Linked DNA regions of Sus scrofa: region 2 is linked to region 1. The links are chromatin contacts, called in public Hi-C maps. All regions are on one chromosome and are shown on one strand. The core of a region is the stretch at or near the end of the contact, and the rest is flanking DNA. Distances in the headings are between cores, read along the strand shown.

What was found. A called contact is a pair of places that touch in the nucleus more often than the background predicts.
Region 2: a contact with region 1 is called in a Hi-C map of liver, with 6 times the contacts expected there. The contact joins the promoter of FRS3 here to the promoter of NFYA in region 1. A contact is called at or near these places in 2 of 47 Hi-C or Micro-C datasets (heart right ventricle and liver) and 1 of 2 datasets of contacts at active chromatin or transcription factors (alveolar macrophages).

The regions. Positions count from the first base shown.
Region 1 is chr7:36,384,253-36,388,827 of Sscrofa11.1, forward strand. It overlaps NFYA (nuclear transcription factor Y subunit alpha), which reads left to right and starts at 2,463. Exons shown (of 10, transcript NM_001243295.1): 1 at 2,463-2,577. It overlaps OARD1 (O-acetyl-ADP-ribose deacetylase 1), which reads right to left and starts at 2,156. Exons shown (of 6, transcript XM_005665959.3): 1 at 2,020-2,156; 2 at 1,121-1,198; 3 at 614-758. The coding sequence starts at 1,159.
Region 2 is chr7:36,967,496-36,972,070 of Sscrofa11.1, forward strand. FRS3 (fibroblast growth factor receptor substrate 3) reads right to left here and starts at 2,182. Exons shown (of 7, transcript XM_005665964.3): 1 at 1,930-2,182; 2 at 1-29.

The DNA.
Region 1 (4,575 bases), core at 1,213-3,712:
CGGATGTATTAAAAAGTCCTTAATTATTAAAGACTATTCAATCAAGAGAAAGTGTCATGTTTACAAATAAATACAAAGCAGTAAGAAACTGATTTTTTAAAGACTGGCATCAGAATCACCAGCGGAGACTCGGATTCAGTAAGCCTGGACTGTGGTCTAAGCAACTGTTTCAGAAGCTCCACAAGTGATTCTAATACACATGTCTGGTTTAAAATCATTGGTAGAAAGTGATGGAAGGGATCTGTAAGGAACTTTCTAGACTCCTCTTTGAAGAATAAGTACAATACGGGTAAAGAAGATCTTGAGTGCCAAATTAATACCCATGGACTTGGTTAAAGCACTTCAGTTATGAAAGGTTTCAGAGAAGCAGTTATTATCAAGACAGATTTAGGAAGAAATTAAAGACTTTTACAAAAACTCAGATTTGGTAGGAAAAGGATCCAAACTAGAGGCCGTTTTTTTATGAAGAAAAACCTAATCTTCACGGTTAAAAGGACTCAGTGGTTTGGAATCCCACCCATACGGGTATATCTTGTTTCATAATCAAGTACAACAGGAGGTCAAAAGATGCTCTAGCCAGGGCAGATGAGTTGGAGCTCTTCTCAGAACTCACGTTGACTTAACAGTTCCTGCACCCCTCCAAATTTCTTCTTGAAGAGGACAGCTATCCCAGCGCCCATTCGACAATCCTCACTGATGCAGTGCGCTAAAGAGTCTGTCTTGGGGCATGCGAAAAGGTCTCCTTTCACATAAGTAATCTAAAATGTGCAAAGGGAAAGAAAATGTTTTATTAGATACCAAAAAAAAAGACGAAGCTACAGAAAAAGACTAAGCTATTTATTTTCCTTTACTGTGCCCACCACCACTTCTCCCCGCTTCCTCCTTTTGATTTAGTGACAAATCCTCAGAATTGAAAAAATTATCTAAAGCGAATTAAAGCATGTGTAAAACAAAGTGATGAGCGGCCTCTGCCTAGGATTTTATTGGCCTTTCTAAAGGAAATCAACAGAAGAGAGAAAAAAAGACAATTCAATTATTGGTTTAATTAAAAAGTGTTTATGCTTTTGACCTCAATTACTCTGAATTTCAGTTCACCAATAAGTTAATAGTTGTTACGCACTCTGCTTCCTTCTGAATCTTCATTAGGGCTGCCGGCCATGATAGAGTCGCTATTTCCAGAATTTAAGTGTTTCTTCAGCTATAAGAAGGGGAAAGGAAGTGAAAATGCTTAGGCAACCTGAATATATTACATTCAGACTGCCCCGACCACCCACTTACTAACTTTTCTGCCCCCCACCTATCGCTGAATGGGAGTTCGTTCAGCCTTCAAAAAGTAATGCAAAACTCTTCTGGGCAAGAAAGAGAAGCGGACGCCTGGGTTGGGGGGCGGCAGGGCTCCGCTCCCGTTTCGCGCTTTCCAGGAGAGAAAGGCGGCCCGAAGACACGCCTCCTCCTCTCCCCAAGCCAGCGCGGAGCAAGGCGGATTCGCAGTCTCCTTTTCGGTGCACGATCCAAAAGTATTTCCGCATTGGGTGTGGCCCAGAAGCAAAAAGGTGGGCCAAGGCTACGGTCCCGTTAAGCCGCAACAAGGGAGCAAACGGGACGGGGGCGGGGGCGGGCGTGTATACAGCGGGAGCGAGCACGAGAAAACAGAAGGCGGCCTCTCAAGGAAAGCTCCCCCCTATCTTTGGGGGGAAACGGGGGAAGTTTAGAGAAGCCTCCCATTCTCTCTCCTACCCTGGGGCGGATCAGCGAGGCCAAATGGCCTGTCCGGGGTCCCGTGGGAGGGAGCGGGGAGCCTCGTTCAAAGCTCCAACGTACCAGGTACCCTTCACCTGGAAAGGAGTCCGCCGTTAGGAGGTCCCGCCCCGCGGGGAAGGGCTCTGGTAGGTGGGGACCAGCGGACTAGTCCGCTTGTAGAGCCAATCCCACCACAGTCCTTAATTGCACGCACCTAAAATGGCCGCCCACCACCCGGGAGTGGGGCGGAAACGAGCCCTTCTAGCTAGCTAGCCGGACCTGCACTCTTTGGTGCTGGTCGCCGAACTTCCGGCGGTAAACTCCGTAGAGTATCCCGCCGCCGCCCGGGCATGCGTAACGAGATAGCGGCCGCGAGTTGGATAGAGCGGCGCTTGCGCATTAGTCCCAGGGGTGTGTCTCCAGAGGCCGCATAGAAGGGGTGGGCAGTTGGCAAAGGAATTGGTTAGCGCCTGCGTGGTCCTGTGCTCAGGGCGGTGTTTTGAGTTGAAGGGTCCGGCGCGTCAAGAGAGCGCCTGCGTATTCCTTCGGCCGGGGGAGGAATCTAATTAGGGAAGTGGGCGTGGCTTCATCGTACGCCTGCGCAGTGCTCTCTCAACGGGGATGGGGCGAGCCCAGAGCTCGGGTTAGGGGGCGTGGTCTCAGAGGCGCCTGCGCGGAGGCAGTTGGAGGGAGGCCCGATTCCCCTTTGTTCGGCTTCGCCATTTTGCGAGGCAGCGGCAGTGGCGGCGGCAGCGGCGGCTGGAGCCTCTGATTGGGTTTCGGGGTCCGGTACTGGAGCCAATCAGCGCGGGCAGCGAACCGGGGGAGCGAGGCACGGTGAGTGTGAGGAGCCAATATCCAGCGGCCCAGAGCCGGCCCCAGCGCCCCGATTGGCGGGTCTCGCTGACCACTCAGGAGAGGCCCAGGCTCCCGTCGAGCCCGGGGAGTCGAGCTGAGCCTAACCGAGCGGGGCTGCTGGCGGCCTCGGCTTGGAGCCTGCAAGCGCTCCGGGGTACTCCCTGCCGAGGCCTGCAGAGGGCTGCCCCGCGCAGGGATGGCGCTCTCGGGAGCAGGCACCTTGGGGTCCAGCCCTTTGCAGGGTGTCAGGGCCAGTTGGCCATGCGTCCCGGTTGTTTCTACCCTTAGGCCTAGGTTCTCAAGCTCCAGGCCCGGGGGTGGCGGGTTTGACTGCCACGAAGGCCCCCACGCTCAGGTATACACACAGACACACACACGCGCGCCCGGGCCTCGGCGGTTTTCTCCTGGTCGTTCGGCCTCACTCTTTAGCCTGCCCTAGCACTCACCACGCTCTAGCCCTGGAAGGGAAATCACTCCCCGCGGGGCCCGCGCACCCCACTTCTCCGTAAGCGGGTCTGGGTATCTCAGTCCTCTTGAGTCGGGAGGGAGACCCAGGGAGGACGCGCGCCCCGGCCACGGGGCCTTGCGTGCGGCGCGGAGAGGGGGGGGCCGGCCCGCCCCCGCCGTCCCTTTGATCCGTTAGTGCGCCCACTCCCCGGTCTGGCTGCGCCCCTCCTCCCAGCTCGGCCCGGGTCTCCAGCCAGGCGCCGTTACCACCCACTTTAGGCTCGTCATTTCCTCTCCTCCCCGCCCGGATCTCCGGGGCAGAACCGCACACCTCCGTCTTGGAGCCCAACCAAGCAGTCTGCCTTTCTTGCCCGGGCTGTAAGGCCTGTCCATTCGGCGCCTGGAACTTCAGTCTTCGAAGATTGCGAGCCCTGTGCATTCTTTTTCCCGGAAGCTGCACAACTTGTTTTTATATCACTGGCATTTTTTCTTGTTGCTTGGTCTTGTGAACTCTCGCTCCCTTAGGAACGTAGTACAGTCCTTTTTCTTTCACCTCTCTGTGTCGCTTTGAATGTATCAGGCTTCACTCATTAGCTCAGTCCACAACCATCCCTTGGTTTGATTTTTTGCTAGTATGTTGACGTTTTCTCAGTTGGTGTTAATAGAAACTTAATGGTCTTGTGGGATTTTCGTTAGGGTGAGAGAAAATCTCTGTTGACAGCCGAGCATGGAGCAGTTGGTGTGTACCAAGCATCCATGTATGTGCTGAGAGGAGAGTGGGTAAGGAGGTCGATAGGAACCTCCCCAGCCTGGTGGAGATTGACAGGTGACCAAGTAATTAATACTTTACGGTTTTGTGCTGTAACCGGACCAAGTTCAGTTCCGTGGTCAACTGACGTGTTGAGCTACCAACAGCCTCGGAGGGCTCTGCATTGCCACTCTTTGGACTGGCAAGGATGATGGGATTTCTTCGGACGATAAGAAATGGAAGAGCATTGCTCATAAAGAAGCACGTGCCAACGCTCCAAACTTTGCTGTATGTTGGAGGGGGAAGAGTTTATGCTGGAAAGCCCATTTGGTAAAAACAAACAAACAAACCAAAAAAACGCTTGTATATCTTGCCAGGGAATTTTTCAGAAGCAGTTATTTTGTGGCGATCCAGACAGGAGAAATCCAGGAGCATTTTTAACTCCCTAGGATTGGAGAAATAAGTTTCTGGCTTATGGGGTTCTGCTCCACAGCAGTGGCTGATGTTGATGGAAGAAAGGGAGATTTCCTTTCCAGGACTTGAGAAGCATGTAGCACAGCAGTGCTTGCCACATAGAGTAGGCTGTGTATGGTGCCCATTTTTATAATCTCATGTGCAGGTCATCCAACTGGTAGGTTTCAGAAAGCTAACCCAGTACTGTCTCCACTGCTAAAAATTTGGGGACAGGTTTTGTTTTCACTTTCTGGAATGAGTTTTTGATTGTTTAAATCATTTAAAAAATTTATTTAATTCTTAAAATAACTATTAATAGATGGTGTACT
Region 2 (4,575 bases), core at 932-3,431, 580 kb after region 1:
GAAGTCACCTGGATCTCCCTGGGGCTCACCTAGCATAGGAGACAGAGACCACAGGTTAGCAGAAACCTTCCATCTTCACCCCCAATTGTTAATGAAAATGACTTGCTCTCAGTTCACCCCACCTGGATATCTGTTGCACGTCCTAATGAAATAGAAACATCTATTGGAGTTCCCGTCATGGCTCAGTGGTTAACAAATCCGACTAGGAACCATGAGGTTGCGGGTTCCATCCCTGGCTTCACTCAGTGAGTTAAGGATCCAGCTTTGCCGTGAGCTGTAGTGTAGGTTGCAGATGTGACTCGGATCCCATGTTGCTGTGGCTCTGGTGTAGGCCGGCGGCTACAGCTCTGATTCGACCCCTAGCCTGGGAACCTCCATATGCAGCGGGAGTGGCCCAAGAAATGGCAAAAAGGACAAAAGAAAAAAGAAAAAAAAAAGAAATAGAAACATCTAGGACGAACATGAGATCAAAGGCAAAGGGACCATGAACTCCAAGCCCCATAGACCCTGAGAGGCCCCCTCTGGCATCAGTGAGTCTAAGGCAGCCCAGGGCATTTTTAAGTCACATGTCCATCTGAATCCTATTACAACCAAGATCACCACCTTACCTTTGCAGAGAACTTGAACTCTGCAGAGAGCTTTCTCAAAAGGACACTAAGATATACTGGAAAAGCAATGGCTTAAGAGTCAGGAACCCAATAGTCCCGTCTTTTCTGTTGCTAACTTATATCTGGGAGTCTGCCAGGTTGATCCTCCACTCCCCCAACTCCCACCCCAAGGCCTGAGTTTTGAAGGGAAACAGCTGTCAGCTGCAGAGCTTCTAGCTTCAATAACCTCTAGAGGTTAGTAGGGAGGACAAACATCACTAAAATCAACATTTTCCTCTTCCAGGACAAGCTCCTACGATCTCACATTCGGACGCTTGATAGATTTTTCTGTTCTCCAAGTTCTGAAAGGCTGGAAATTTAACATAAATGCTGCCAACCAACCAAAACTTCAGTAATCTGAGCCCTAGGTGGACTAGTTGACAAGCCAGGACCCAGGAAATCCCTGAAATCCCACCCTCCTGCTCTAGAAAAGCAATGTCATTTCCCAGGACCCTTTGTTGCTCAGCATCCTTGGACAACTTCCCAGGTAAAAGGGCTCCCACCCTCTTGGTTTGGCTTACTTCCTGGAGGGGGGCAGCAGGATGAGGAAGGTGTGCAAGGACTAGAACAGGCAGCTGGGTAAATATTGAGGCTTGAGCCACCAAGAGGGAGTCTGGGGGTGAAACCAGGAGCTGCAGGGTGCAAGATGGGGGAGGGCGCTGCACCTTTTCCTGTCCCCTTCAATTCTCTTTAAGATACCAGGATATAGCATGACAGCCCAATGGGGGGGGGGCTACATGGGGTGGAGAGGCAGGAGACGGCTCTGGTCTGAGATGGGGTGGATTGGGGGTGGGAGTATGAGGTTATTGGGGATTCAAAATGTATGAGAGGGATTGGGGAAACGTGGGCAAATTTTTTTGGATTTGAGCACAGTGCAAGGAGAATGAGGGAATATGAAGACTCAGGAATTTCAGGGCGGTGGAAACATCTGGTGGTATCCAGGAGAGAATGGTGGTTTCTGTGGGCATACCAGGGGAATTCGCAGGAGTGAGGGGGTTCTGAAGGTCCAGGACACGCGAAGGTGTATCCAGAGGGTGGGGGTGGGGTGGATCCGGGGGATTAGAGGCAGATTTAGGTGACAGGGTTGACAGGGGAATTTCTAGATCCCGAGAAGGAATAGGGGAGGTCGGGGCCGCGCGTCGTCCCTAGATCCCCGCCCCCCAGCCCGGGCTCCACCGCCCGCCCGCCAGGGGCTTCCTCGGGAGGGAGCGGAGACTGCGGTGCGGCGCGGCGCGGCCTCGGTGGAGCCGCCTTGTCCCCGCCCCGCCGCGCCCCGACTCACATCGCCCCGCGGCCCGGGCGGCGCCGGGCCCCGCTCCCGGGTCCCGCTGCAGACAGCCGCCGCCCGCCCGGAGCTGAGGCCTCCCCGCCCCGCAGCCGCGGGGTCGGAGGTCACCGGCAGCACCAACGAGACGCTGCGGGCGGGCGGACCCGATTGGGGGCGACCGGCGCGCAGCCTAGAAGGTCTCTTTGGAGGACTTTGCAGTCGGGAGCAAGGAGCATGCGCAGACGCCAGAGGGCGCTCCGGGCCAGAGGCTGAGAGAGCCTGGCAGGGGCGGGGCGGAGCCTGGGGCGGGGGCGGGGATAGGGCGGGGCTGAGGGGGTCCAGAAGTGGGACCAAAGATTTCCACTCCCAGGATCGCTAGACTGGCGGGAGGCGCGGGGGGGGGGGGCAGTGGGGGGAGCCTAAAGGGATGGAAAGGAGGAGGTCAGGACCAGGGACCCGGAAAGGAGCTGGGACAAGGGGGAGGGATCTAGATGGGGGTGGGACACACAGACAGAGGCGGGACTAGGACACCAGAAGGAGAGTCTTGGCGGGGGGACCTGCAGGTTCCGAAGGGCGTTGCGTTCCGCAAGTGCTTGAGGACCCGGCTAAACGGTGACTCCCGGTGTCTGCTCAGCATCTGCAGGGAAGCGATTCCAGCGCTAATCCCATGGGCATGGCGGCAGTGAAGCCTGCTCACTTTCCACCCGAGAGCCCTACAAATGCTTTCCTTTAGTCTGCAGCTCTAGGCCCCTCCCGGCCTAGGCCCCTCCCAGAGCCGCCGGGCTCTACCAGCTCCTGGGCAGGGCCCGCGAGCGGAGGGGGGCGTGGGAGAGGAAGGGCCGCTCTCCGCGGGCGGGCAGAGGCCGGCGCTGGGGCCTCGGGGTGGGGACCGGCTGAGGGGCCCGACGGCGGGGTCTGTCCAGTCCAGAGCGGCCCGGACACCGGCGCGTAGCGAGGGTGAGACCCCAGCAGAGTCCCGTTCCTTCTCTTAAACTCCGAGCAGACACACTGGGACCCCCGCTGACTCCAGGACAACACTGCGCCCCGCTTCGAAGGTGGGCCCCGCGAAGCCCAAGAAAAAACTTTGGGGATCTGTCGAGAGGGCACTTGGCGGAACCTGACACTTCTCTTCCCTGTCTTCCTCTCACTGTCCTGGGAAACCTTCCCACCCGCGACCCCCAATCCCTAGACTTAGCCCTTCAGGGGTGGGTTGGGAAGGTCGAACTCCTGAGCCCGGGTACACTTGCGCGGGGGCAGGAGAAAGTATTCAGTCCCTTGTGTGGGGGAGGGGAGGAGGAAATTCTCGAAGGATCCAGCATGTTAGTAAGGTGGGGGTAAGGTGGGGCCCCCGCTAAGTAGAGGTGATGTTATGTGGTCCTGGGCCGAGGGGATGAAGGGTCAGGGGCAAGGACTGATTTTTGAGCATTGTCTCTGTGTGGGACGATTTCATGCAAACAAGAATTAACTTGGAAGGGAGGGTGCAAGTCTCCTTTGGGGCCCCGGAAGCGCCCCCTTCCTGTGATCACCCCCTCCCCAGCGGGTAGTGCTGCTTGAGGAAGTGGCTACTCCTGGCCCCGAGTGTGAGCAGCCCATCCTGGCTGCTTTCCACAGGAAACCTGAGCTGGGGGACAGAACGGGCAGGAAGCAGATGGGTGCGGAGCCAGGAAGCAGGGAAGGATAGCAGAGGGTGGGAGCTCAGGTCTGGGAAGCCGTATAATTGTTTCAGTCCAAGCCCTGTTCCCAGCCCCAAAGCTGGGTCTTACAGGGGCCAGGGTGATGCCCTTCTGTGCCCAGCTGCTGGCAGAATCCATCCCTGCTCTCGAAGGTAACCTCCTCCTCTAAAGCTTCCCTTAGCCTTCTAATGCGACTTTGGGCAAGTTAAGTAACCTCAGTTTGTTTCAACCGTAATGTGGGATCATAGAAACTACCTCATACAATTGTTGTGAAGATGGATTGTATTATGTAACATGCTAGGATAGTCCCTGGCACAGAGTAAACATTCTAGAAAAGCTTGCTTTCGTTATTTTCCTTCCTAGGGTGCTGTGTCTATCTGCCCAGAACCCTGGCCCCATCCTGCCTGGTTTCATCTCTGTCTTACCCAGTAGACTAAGCACCTTGAGGGCAGGGACCATCCCTTTTGTACTTCACCTCCCATCCTCAAGATCCTGTGGCCATACCAGGGCTTACCCAGAGGAGGCCTGAAGAGATGCTCTTAGAATTACTCAACAAAAGGGCCACTAGAGATAGAAGATGGAAGTGCAAGATTTTCCTCTGTTCTCGAGGAGCACATAGACTAGACGAGGTGCTGAGAGAGCCCAGCGAGCAAAGAGAAACATTAGTTGTTAAATCTTGGGGCCCCCACTGTGCTTATTTCTGGAGCTCAGGGGAGGAAAGCTGGTATGGGCTGGAGAAGCTGAGCAGAGTCTCCCGGTGAAGTGGTCCTTCTCCTGGCCCAAGCCTATGTCTGGCAAGACGGCTGGTGCAGGGGATGGTGAGGAAGTGGGCTCACCCCTGAGCACGCAGTGAGGGGTGGTGAGCGTTATGGCTGGGGAGGTGGGGAACAGGGGCCGGTCTACCCAAAGGCTCACCAAAAAGCCAGAATGCCCCCTCCTTCCTCTGTGGGCCTCCTCTTTCCTCCATCCCAATCTCGGGAGACCCCAG